Regions from separate parts of the Mus musculus genome. Here region 1 is linked to region 2. Evidence: chromatin contacts called from public targeted proximity ligation data. All regions are on one chromosome and are shown on one strand. The core of a region is the stretch at or near the end of the contact, and the rest is flanking DNA. Distances in the headings are between cores, read along the strand shown. Region 1 overlaps Apba1 (amyloid beta (A4) precursor protein binding, family A, member 1). Region 2 has its middle 4.5 kb from the start of 1700028P14Rik.

What was found.
Region 1: a targeted proximity ligation map of extraembryonic endoderm stem cells shows a contact between it and region 2. A contact is called at or near these places in 2 of 39 promoter capture datasets (cranial neural crest and embryonic stem cells) and 2 of 130 datasets of targeted methods (embryonic stem cells and extraembryonic endoderm stem cells).

Annotation. Positions count from the first base shown.
Region 1 is chr19:23,798,555-23,804,550 of GRCm38.p6, forward strand. The region is part of intron 1 of Apba1 (amyloid beta (A4) precursor protein binding, family A, member 1); the gene reads left to right. Among named protein-coding and RNA genes, the nearest start is that of Apba1, 43 kb to the left of the region's middle.
Region 2 is chr19:23,654,220-23,660,358 of GRCm38.p6, forward strand. No RefSeq gene overlaps it. Among named protein-coding and RNA genes, the nearest start is that of 1700028P14Rik, 4.5 kb to the left of the region's middle.

The sequences.
Region 1 (5,996 bases), core at 1,852-4,351, 140 kb after region 2:
GCCAGAGACCTGCGAGGATTCTGCTGGGGGTTGGTTCTTGCAGCTCTGAGTCTAACAAAGGCTGTTTTTTGTTTTTTCTTTCCAATAGGAAGAAAAACTTGGAAAATATGTTCCTATTCGAGAAAGAAATTTGGCATACATTTTCTGTATTGTTGCTGGCTCTGTAAGCCTCATTTGTGAAAAAGCTATAAATCATGTTTTGCTTTTTAAAAACCCTTGATCACATTTTGGTCGCACTGCTATAATTTTTTTTAAGACTGATGTAATTTCTTTTGAATTTAACGTTAACAGATTGCCTTCTAAAACTCAGAACAGTTTAAGTCTTCAGATGAAGCAGGTCTAGTTAGGTGAAAGCATGAACCAGGTCTTGGTAATGGACTGGGCGTCTTCACCTAGGATCTGTGGGTCACAGCGGGGACAGGGGCAGGACCTCAGCTGGATCTCCTTGTTCTTGCAGAAAATCTTCTTTTAGTAGCACTTTCAGAATAATTACTAAGAATTAAAGTAATTGTTGGGAGTAGAAACATTGTTTCCAGCTCTAGTGTGTTTTTGCATCCTGGCCCTGCTCTGATCTGAGGCGATGGCATGGCAGAGTACAGGCAAACACCATGGCTGTGGAAGAAGCCTGGTGGGGCTTGGGTCCCAGGCGCATCTTGTGCTGATCTGATGCATTCTGGGCACCCATTGTAATGCTCGCAGGTTTATAAATTCACGCTGCTCTTTATTAAATTTAGAAAATGTTGATTTTCATTGAAAGCTGGCTCAGGCTGGGCATTAATTCCACTCTGGTCCTCTGGGAACTTTCAGGCATTTCCTATCTAGAATCTTTCAGAAGCACTTTGCCAATATATCCTAAATACAGGTTATGTATGAGCAAGAGGATTATGATAATTTACATTTTATATTTATGTTGCTTTATACCTCTAAAAAGGCACCCATCCCTACCCTGTGTGTATCCACATGACAGAGATGACAAGAGATCTGAAGACACCCCTCGTAAGAGGTGCCAACAAAAATCAGACATCAAAGACCTACTCACGGGCACAATCTAACACAACAAAATTGCTTACCAGTTCCCTTCAAACCTTATAAAGGGTTTGAACTGTGTTCCCCAATTTTTTTTGTTTGTTTGTTTGTTGTTTTGGTTTTTTGTTTGTTTGTTTGTTTTTCGAGACAGGGTTTCTCTGTGTAGCCCTGGCTGTCCTGGAACTCACTCTGTAGACCAGGCTGGCCTCGAACTCAGAAATCCACTTGCCCCTGCCTCCCAAGTGCTGGGATTAAAGGTGTACGCCACCAATGCCCGGCTGTGTTCCCCAATATTAAGACTAACATTTTTATGAGTTAATTTTTGTATCCAGCCACTTGGCTAGAAGTGTTTGTCAGATGTAGGTATTCCCTAGTGGGATGTTTAGGGACACTCATGTATACCATCATATCACCTACAGGTAAAGACGCTTTGATTTCTTCCTTTCCAATTTGTATCCACTTGATCTCCTTTAGCTGTCTTATTACTCCAGCTAAGATCAAGTCCTATATGGAATAGGTATGGAGAGAGCGGACAGCTTTGTCTTGTTCCTGATCTTTTCCACCTGTTCTGTTGGCTGGTCTGGACTTTGTGTGATGGGTTTTGCTTTACCTCATTATATTTTATTTGCCATTTGGTTGTTATCTCTTACAAGCCTATTCTCTTCTAATGAGAGATAGAAAGGGAGTGGATCCAGAAGGCATGGGAGGGAAAGGAACTGGGAGGAGTAGAGGAAGGGCAAACTACAGTCAGGAGAGATGAGAAAAGAATCTATTTTGATAAAAGAAAAAGGCTAACCATGAGCTTGTTAGAATACAGGTTCCTGTGATCCCACAAAGCCTGTACCAGACAGTCCTGTTTTAGACGGAGGAATCTGTATTTCAAGACCACACCTCCCTGGCTGACTTCCATGGAGAATGTGTGCTTTCATGCAGTGTTCCATATTATTAGTTGGTCAAGAAAGACAAAGACCCATTAAACAAGTCTAGGGACAGGGCTAAAAAGAAGCGGTCCAAAGGCCAGGACAAGAAAACTACATATGACAGACTCTCTTAAGGAAGTCCCCAGCTATAAGCTTATTGTTGCAGCTGTGGTCTCCAAGAAGCTGAAGAAGAGAAGTTCCTTGGCCAGAGCAGCAATTCGGGAGCTTAGTGAGCTACTTAAGAAGCTGGTTTCAAAGCACAGAGCCCAAGTAGTTCACACTGGAAACACAAAGGGTGGAGATGGCCCAACTGAGGGTACATCCCTCCCTCCGTGACTTCAAGCTTGCTCTCTGACACCATTGATCAGACAGCTTTTGAGAGGAAAATGAAAGAAGGCAGAACCTGCCTGTCTTCCACAGGACTTAAGCTTTAAGCAGATGTATTCCTAGGAGACATCTGGGGACAAGGAAAATTAGGCCCCCTGTAAATTATAAGATCACCCTGTGCCATCTATTTCACTATAGCCTCTGGCCAGTGTGGGTCACAGAAAACCAGAGAAAATGGGTACACAGTGAAGTCTAAGTGTCCCTTAAAAAGCACATTTGAAACGTAATAATATTAATAGCTTACTAACATAGGGTTTTTTTTTTTTTATGAGTCCCTCCAAGCCATTCTTGAATGTGCAATTTTCCAGACTTTTCCATTAGAGTTTGGCTATTTGAGACAAAGGCCATGTCTGCTATTGCCCCATTGTGATAAAGCCTGGGTCTTATCTTTGTAGCAGGAACTGTACCTTTGCCAAGGGAGTGGACATTTAAGCCATGAGGTCACTGTTCAGTCTGTGGCTGCTTGTGCTGGTCACAAAGGCAACAGTGCTGTTTCTAGGGACTGTGATTGCCAAAACCAGCGTGGACAATGAGCTGCTTTCCAAACATTAGAAGGCTCTTGGGGTTGGGAAATATTGTCTCCTGTTGTGACACTTCTAGGAGAGATCTTTAGCATGGCAGGAATTTAGACTAGTTGTTCTTGGGCACATGGAAGAATACATTGCAAGAATACATTCAGAGGCTTCTCAAAGTGAAAAAGCATAAAGTAGGCTTTGTATTCTCCTGGCCTGAGAATGCTTCTTACCAAGTGACCTCACAGGGTAAGAGGCATCTTGCAGTAGCATTTGCCTCTGCAAATGCAGACCTCATGAAACCTAGCTGTGAACCACACATAGACGCTCATTCTTTGTCACCCCCAGGCATGCAGCCCATGGTGCCACATTTATGCCTTTGCTTCACTTGCGTGATGGAGATATGTATGGCACGTGAGCTCTCCCTTGCCTCTTGCTGAGATCTGTGGCACACAGGCTAATTCTGTTGCGTCTATGGTGCATCATCTTTGACAAGAAGAAAAATGGATTGAATTATTGAATCTAACACGCATATGTTATTCGAGATTCTTTGGACACATCCCAGACCAACCGAGACACAGTCTGAGTGGAGGGCCTGGGGATGTGTGTTTTTTTAAAAGTTCCCCTAAAGTTTCAGGTGTTTGGTTGCCAGTCTATCAGATGATCTTTAAGACCACTCAGTTTTGATGGGACAAGGGACAATATCTACCGTGGTCATCAGGCTTGTGTGGGATAATAAAACATTCTTTGTTGCTAATCATAGCCACCATTGGGTTTCAATTAATTATTTCACTTTTGCCAAATGCCATGGCTTATTCACTGGTAGAAGGCAGATTAATGATCATAAAAGATTTGCCTGCTGGGACTTATTCACACATATTGTTCCTATTATGTTCACGGAGAAGAATTTTAACAATGATCTAACAGGCTTTGTCTAAGTTATGGACTTTCTATGAACTTATTATTATTATGTCCATTTTACAGATGTGAACAGTGGGGCACTAAGAGGACAATGAACATGCCCATGATCCCACAGTTGATAAGGAGTGGGACCAAAACTTAAACCTAAGCTATCAAACGCTATATCTGGGCAGTCAGCCTCAATTCTATTTGGTTTTCATTGGCTTTTCCTCTGGGAATGAAGGATGCTTGGTATAACTCCAGTTGGTCAGCAGAGCAGCTGCCTGCCTGTTGCACTGACTGAGTTTGAGGTATGTTGTGGACATGTGGGATACTTAGGTCTCTCACTCACACGAGGAAGCAGGACGAGACGGCAGACTGAGAAGAAACAGGGCACACGTAGGCAGCGTGGGGTGAGTTGAGTGCAAGATGGCCAGGAACATGGAAAGCAGCCATGGTCCAAAAGTCAGGGAAGGGCAAAGGAAAGGTCAGAGAATAAGAGGAGAGCCAGGGACCAGCAAGGACAGATTTTCTCCCGGTAAGGTGATATCAGCAGCATCAGGAAGTGCTGTGTCAGATCCCTGGGAAGCAGAGATGGGGCAGAAACCTAACAGCTATGGCATTGCCTTCAGGAAAAGCTTCCGTAGCATTCAAATACTGAAATACTAGACGACAAGGTACCAAGTGGGGTTAACGTGCTGTGTTTAATTCCCATAATCTTACATAATGCATTAAATAGGAGGCTAACTATTTAAAAAACCCCTCACATCACAATGATTGGATGGCCGAGCGGGTGGCTCTACTGTCTCAAGGCCTTTGAAGTCAGCCCCGTCCAGTCCCATCTCAGCACTGGCTCTCTCACTGCCTGTGCTCTGTTCAGCCCAGGCTGCTGGGCCTGGCTACTATTTGCCTGTATAGCTGCTAGAGCTGCCAGACTGGCCAGGCCTGCTTACTCTAATTTCCCTGCGGATGAAGGCCCTGGGTTTGAGAGACTGAGGCAGGCCCCTGCTGCAGCTTTCTGATCCCCCAACCCTCCCCAACTGCTTTCCTGCCAGATACACAAGGAAGAGATGACTGTGGACTTCCTTATAATCTCCAGAGCCCAGCCCCCTCCCCTGCCCCACTGTCAGGCTGGGTACCACCCACCTCCTTATCACATCCTTTCCACCTGCTCCTCACCTGACTCAACACTGGCAATGCCAATGTGGGTAAAATTGATGTCAGGCTTTGTTTTGGATTAGAGGATAATTACCCTTTTATTATAATGGTCTCACTAACCAGACCATTCTCAGGGGAAACTGGAGGGCCTTAGTGTTGGCTCCTAGCCCCGATTTTGGCAAGACAAGAAGAAGCAGTTTTGTAGCTAGGACCAAGCTTTTCAGAGACCCGTGGGCCTTTGAGACCATGATGTCAGGGGAAGGCCTTCCAGTGAAGTGCCTTCCTGCTGTTTCTCAGGGCTGGGAATCCCTCTTCCCTGATACTCTAGAGTAGGCGTCAGGAAATGTTCCACACAGAACAGAAAGTTGGGGTTTTGTAAGAAAATGTGTTTGTTTGTACAGACATTTAATGGAAATTTTGGTCTTTTGTTGTTAAGCAGAACACAGTATGAGAGAGAGAAAGAGAGAGATTTTTCCAAGTCCCCCACTGATGTAAACAAGTAGGTCAGGCTGCATCCATTCAAGTCCAGAGCTGAAGATGTGAATGCATATCTGGCCTGACCTTTTTCATAAAGCATGCTCTATTGTATAAGCATTTCTGTATGTCCCAGGATACACACAAGTAAGTGAGGGAGAAGGCTGTTTTAATAACTGTGAGTCTGTTCTTATACTCTTTGAGGTAATGTAAATGTGGTGGCTTGCATTTATATGACTTCTAAAGATGGTAGGAGCCATGCATGCACATTATCCTTAGTCTCGCAAGAGAGGCGGCTATTAACCTGGTCTTTGTGACAAAGAAAACATCCTAGCTTGGTGCTACTTGTTACAGCTCTCTGGTTTGTCACTGCCCAAGTAGCTGGTGATTTTGACTTCCATGGTGTCTCTTGCCATAGGAAGTTTCATCTCCATCTCCTGTAGCTGTTGTCCAGGTACTTGTCTTAACCCCCCTCCAGGACATTGATCATATGCATCCTACTTACCCCTTAGTCACAGGAGAACCTAGAATCCTCTCATTTGTACACAGATATTCTACACCAAACACTGAGTGAATGCTATTGTATCAAGAGAAACAGAGTGGTTCCAAGATAGCCCGG
Region 2 (6,139 bases), core at 1,987-4,486:
AAAAAATACAAAACCAAAAAAAAAAAAAAAAAAAAACCAAAAAAAAAAAAAAAAACATAACCACATTCCCTTTCTGTGTTTGTCAGTGCTCTACTGCTGTGAAGAGACACCAACACCAAAGCAACTCTTATCAAAGAAAGCCTTTGTGATGGTTTGTATATGCTCGGCCCAGGGAGTGGCAGGATTACAAGGTGTGGCCCTGTTGGAGTAGGTGTGGCTGTCACTGTGGGTGTGGGCTATAAGACTCTCATCCTAGCTGCCTAGAAGCGGTATTCTGCTAGCAGCCTTCAGATGAAGATGTAGAGCTCTCATCTCCTCCTGTACCATGCCTGCCTGGATGCTGCCATGTTCCCACCTTGTTGATAGTAGACTGAACCTCTGGACTTGTAAGCCAGCCCCAATTAAATGTTGTCCTTATTACAGTTCCTTGGCCATGGTGTCTGTTCACAGCAGTAAAACCGTAACTAAGACAGCATTTAATTAGAGGCTTGCTTACAGTTTCAGAGCTTAGTCCATTAATGATAATGGTGGGGGGGGGGGGACAGGGGGACATGCAGGCAGATCTAGTGTTGGAGGAGGGGCTGAGAGTTCTGCATCCTGATCCTTAAGCAGAAAGAGAAAGAGTGAACTGGGACCTAGCACAGGTTCTTAAAACCTCCTATCCCCTGTGATACACTTCTTCCAGCAAGGCCACAACTTCTCCAAGGCTGTACCACTCCCTGCAAATAAGCATTCATATATATGAGCCCATGGGGGCCCTTCTTATGAAAACCACCATATTCTACTCCCTGGCTCTCATAGGCTCATGGCCAACTCATAATTTAAAATGAATGTATAACAGTCTTAACACTGTTTAAAAGTTCAAAGTCTCTTCTGAAACTCATGGCAATCTTTTTATCTGTGTAACCTATTGTAAAATCAAATTAAAAAGTTGTTCACATACTTCCAACATGCAATGCCACAAAATGGATTACCATTCTAAAAGGGAGAAAGGGATGCACAGTGAGGAAAAAATGGGACCAAACCAAGACTTAAACCCAGCTGGGCAAACTACAAATACTGCATCTCCATGTCTGACGTCAACGAGCTCTTCAGATCTCCATTTTCCTTTCAGCTTTGCTGACTGCAACACGCTTCTGTTTCTTGAGCTGGTTCCACATCTGACTTGTAGCTCTCCTCAGCAGGTGGCCCAAAACTCTGGTATCTCCAACATCTTGAAGTCTCAACCTTGAGGGGGAGGGAGAGGGAGGGGGAGGGGGGGGAGAGAGAATGATCCCACCCACAATTAAGACTGGTCTTTCCACATCAGTTAATGATTTACCTGGGAAAAAGATCCACCTTCTCATTCCCTCTTTTCCCAAACTAATAGCTGGGTGCTTGTGCTCAGTTCTAGGAGAGCCTTATCTCAGAATCTTCCAAATCAACAGCAGCATGCACTCAACCCAGTTGTTAAAATTACTTTTCTTTACCGGGTCTCTTTTTTTCTCTGTTCCTTCCTCCTTCCTTCCTCCCTCCCTTCCTTCATATATATATATATTTAGATTGCCTACATTTCTTTTAATTTTTCACTGGTTTATTTTTATTTTATGTGCATTGGTGTTTTGCCTACATGCATGTATATGTGAGGGTACTGGATCCCCTGGAACTGGAGGTATAGACGTTGAGAGCTGTCATGTGGGTACTAGAGACTGACGACCCCAAACCCCCCGGAAGAACAATCAGTGCTCTTAACTGCTCTGCCATCTCTCCAGCACCTACCAAAGCTCTGTCTATCAAGTAAAGAGACAAAAAATTTAGAATGGCTGAAAATTCATTGGTATGATCTCTATGCCAATTTAATTTAAGTAGATTTAAAACTGTACTTAAATTGCATCATACTTATAATTGAAGAACTAAGCAGTAATCAAGGATGGCATAGCTATTGTTCTCCACAAACACGACCCCCCACCACCAATCACAGACATAAAAATGTTGGAGCCCACATATTATATATTCTTATTCATTCTGAGCCTTTCCATCACCAACCTCTCTCTTCTTTCCCCTCTCCCTCATCCTCTTGTGACTTCTTCTCCTTTTGTTTCTTGCTTTTCAATGCTTGTTTTCATCATCCCTTATTTTATAAAATTCATTTATTTCCATCTCTGCTGTCTCCCTGCTTTCCTACCCTCATCTTCTTATGGTTAGAGGTAGTATGAATTTGAGAGTCCAAATCATTTCTCAGCATGAAGAGGAGAAGAGGAGAGGAAGAGGAAGAAGAAGAGGAGGAGGAGAGGGAGGAGGAGAAGAAAGAGGGAAAGGAAACTGGCACAGTTCAAAGTTATATAAAAGTGTGAAAGAAAAAGAGCTGCACCTATCAACAGAGTCCTATAAACTGGAACCTAATTTTATGATCCAGGAGCTACTGAAGAAATCATCTCTAGCAACGGCATCGATCTTAGTTCTTTTCCTCTAACTTCTAGAAAATTACCAACAGTTCAACTCCAACTGCCTGTTTTAGAACAATTTTTTTAACTCTGAGTGTGATGCTTCTGTGCTTTGGTCTGTGAACCAGTTCAGCCTCTACTTGCCCTCAGGCCAGTGTCATTAACTAGTATTGATTAGATGTTAGAAAGCAACAGGCATTTTTTTCCCCCAGAAACTTTCACGAGCAACATGGGATTGATTTATTAAATATTCAACATCTAGTATTCTATAATTTATCATTTCCCTTATTTTAATATCTAATCTAGTCAATCAGTAAAATTCCTTGGCAGAAATGTTCCTAACTATCACGATAAAAATTTAATTTTTTTAGAATAGTAATGACATGCTCTAATGTAAGTGTAGATTAGAGCCTTCCTTAATATGGTACAAATGGTATAACCTTAATTATTTAAGGTCTAAATATCCGCTGTCACCAGCAGACTAAGGAGCCCTTCGTTTCTCCTTTTCTTAGCCCAGTGTGGCTTTGATTTCTGGGAGCTTCGGTACTTGCCAGTAGGAAGGAGGAGACGATTTAACTACCAAGAAGTTCAGGTCAACATTGCTGAAGCTTTTTTGTTCTTCGTGCTCGTCAATCTGTATGAAGGGCTCTCATCTCTCATCAGAGAAGCAGCTCAAAAGGAGGGGGAAGAATCGGGTGCTTATTTGCTACTGGTGAAGGTGGACATTTTATCTCTTCCCAGTAAGCCCCACCCATAGATGCTCAGGGAGATGATGGGTAAGGAACTGACTGAGGATCTGAAGGGTCCAGCCAGTTCTTGGCTATTTAGCAAGACAAAGGGCTGCCTCCATATTGCCCATGGGGTTGAAGGGCTCAGGTATGAAGCTGGAGAGAGCTCTCTGATCCTGATTGAGATAGAAAAACCCAAGGGGCGGGGGAATCTTTCCGCAATTGCTTTAATGTTAGGTCTAGGAATTCTCCGAGAAACGCCAGTGATTTCTAGATAAAGTCCATTTACGGCAGCGACTGAGCAAGTACTTTTTTGATAACGAAGGGCAGAGAGCTGAGTCATTCAAACTCCTTAGGCCCCCTAATCAGGTATCTTTGGACTCTTGTAACTTGGTATGCAGCTTTAAATTCCAGGGATACCTCTGGTGTAAACATCTGAGACTCCCGGGCCTGATTTCTTCAGGACATTTCCCTATTCCAGCCTCTGACTGTTGAAGCAGAGAGGAGCCTAAAAATCTACAGAGCCATTTCTAGATTTCCTGCCCCAATCCAAGGGACGAGGAAGCAGGTGCGATGTTGACCCCGTGGTTAGATCACCTCATACGCACCAAAAAAGGAGGCTTTTCTGATTAAAAGAACCAGCTACTTAAACAGAAGAGATTATACACGTTCTTATCAAGAGGACGGTTTCGCTGGCTGAGCAGAGGAAAACATTGGAGGAGTTTGAGGTGCAGCTGCCAGCACAGAAGATAAAAGGATTATTCAAAGTCTGAAGGAAGGATCCAGAAGTCTAAGAGTAGAGTACGCTAGAGTACCACTAAGAGAAGAATGTGGATGTCAGGCCTTCAAATAACTGAGTTCTACTACTAGATGTGAATTCCCTCACCAAAGCATCCAGATTAGAAGGTGACTCAACCGACACCTTGATTTGAGATTCATAAGACCTTAATAATTCATCCAAGTCCAGCCAGACTTCTGTCTTACAAAAGTTTAAATTAATGCGTGCTCATGTGAAGCTCATTGCATCTGCAGTAACGTGTTTTGCAGCAATTGCATCAAAATAAATGACATTTTAGAAAGTATCATTTAAGAAAAGCAATCCCCGAAGATGTGTAGGAGCCATGCCTAGTGGGAAGAAAACACGCTGGGAAGAAATGAGGATGGAGAAGGTTACTAGGCAACCTTCTTGTGATTGACATAGTAGAGGGGAGCCAGAAGAACCTACTAGTATACTCTATGACTGTGTGAATGAGTTTCTTCATCTTCTTTGTCAGGAGATATTTTTTATTTTAAATGATATCTTTTGTTCCATTTTAATTCTTTTGATCCTGAGTTCCCTTGTTTTACATTAGCATTGTGATATCTACTCTGAATTAAAGAGCATCCTTTGCTCTTGGCTTGTTTGCTTTTTGAGACAAGATCTTGTCCTGCAAGCCCAGGATGGTCTCTAATTCTCAATCCCCCTGCCTCAGTCTCCCTAGTGCTAGGATTGCAGACACACATTCTCAGCCCATGCTTTGGCTTACCTTTTTACACTTAGCTTTCTACATTCATTTAGCATAAGATAAACTCACAAGAACTCGGTGAACACTTTCTTTTTATAAAATCACTTAAACTGTTCATTTTGATTATTACAATTCATATTTTACATAATGAAATCATTTTTCTCCTCCTATAATGTTTTCCTGATGTGTTCTCATTTCAGCCTCATCTATGAGACATGCCCATTTCTTCATCAACAGAGCTATACTTCGTTTCCTCAGTAGCCCTTGTGAAGTTCTTTGAGCATCCTCTTTAGCCTGCAGCTCTCTATTTATCCAGATCAAGAGTGAAATGTTATCCTTGACGTTATGGAAAATGACAGGACTGAGATGAAGCCATGGCACCAATAGACACTTATCTGATTAGACTGAACTAAAACTAGTTTTTCTTCAATCCCATTTGAAATTACTTGAGAGGTGGAATTCATATAATATATCAGGCGTCTCTTGAGAGAAAAGAAATGGCCTCAGATAATGCAAGCAGACATGTTTCTACCTGAATGGAAAGACAAGGCTGCTAAAGTTTTCTTCCTTATTTATTATTCAAGAAAAAGTTGCTGAGAGCCATCAAAGTGGGATGATTTCAATCTATGGGTAAAAATCAATCCCGTATTGACAGCCATCTCTCTTCCTGTTCTAACAAACACCAAAGGAGAATGGCTGGTCTATTTTTCATCAAGGAACTTCAGCATCTTTCAAATTCCAGAAATATCCCTGGGGCCCTACACATGGTGTCTTGACCAAGAGCAGACTGGCTGTAGGAAAACATAGTCAAGCCCTTCAGCAAGTTGCCCAACTTATCACTGCAGCAGCATCAATTGGATAATGCTTTCTTTGGATGATACAATCCTAAACCTAAGTGCAGTGAGAGCAGTCTCGAAGATTAGTGTGCAGAGATAAAATTGATGCTCATGAAGGTGGTTTGGGAGAAATAACAGTAGCCAATTGTTTGCTTTGAGTTTCTGGCTCATTCTATTTCTCCAGTTGCAGAAATCTTACAGCAGACCTCAAGTTTTGGTCGTGGGACTCTCAGAGGCTTTGAAGAAACACTTATTCTGGTTCTACAGGACTAAGTTTAAAAACAGATTTGGGCTAGGATGCAGCAGTCTGGAAGATTAAAGGCAACAAATGGTACTGCCCGTGCCTGGGTTTACAGTACCCTTGCACCCATATTGCTATATTGAGACACTGGGAATGCAAATGAACAATGACCAAACCACGTATAACAGTAGAACTCTGGCCCACAATCTGTAACAATATGCTCACAGAATCCATCAGCCTGGAGAAAGCAACCTGTTATAAGTCGGCCTTGTAGGGAGCTGCATACTACCTCTAGTGGCAATCCCCCTGTCGTAGGAAGGACAGGACTGATGTAGTCTCTTCAGGATACACAGATGACTTAAACAGGAATCCTCATAGAAAACGACTCTGGTGACAATGGAGAAAG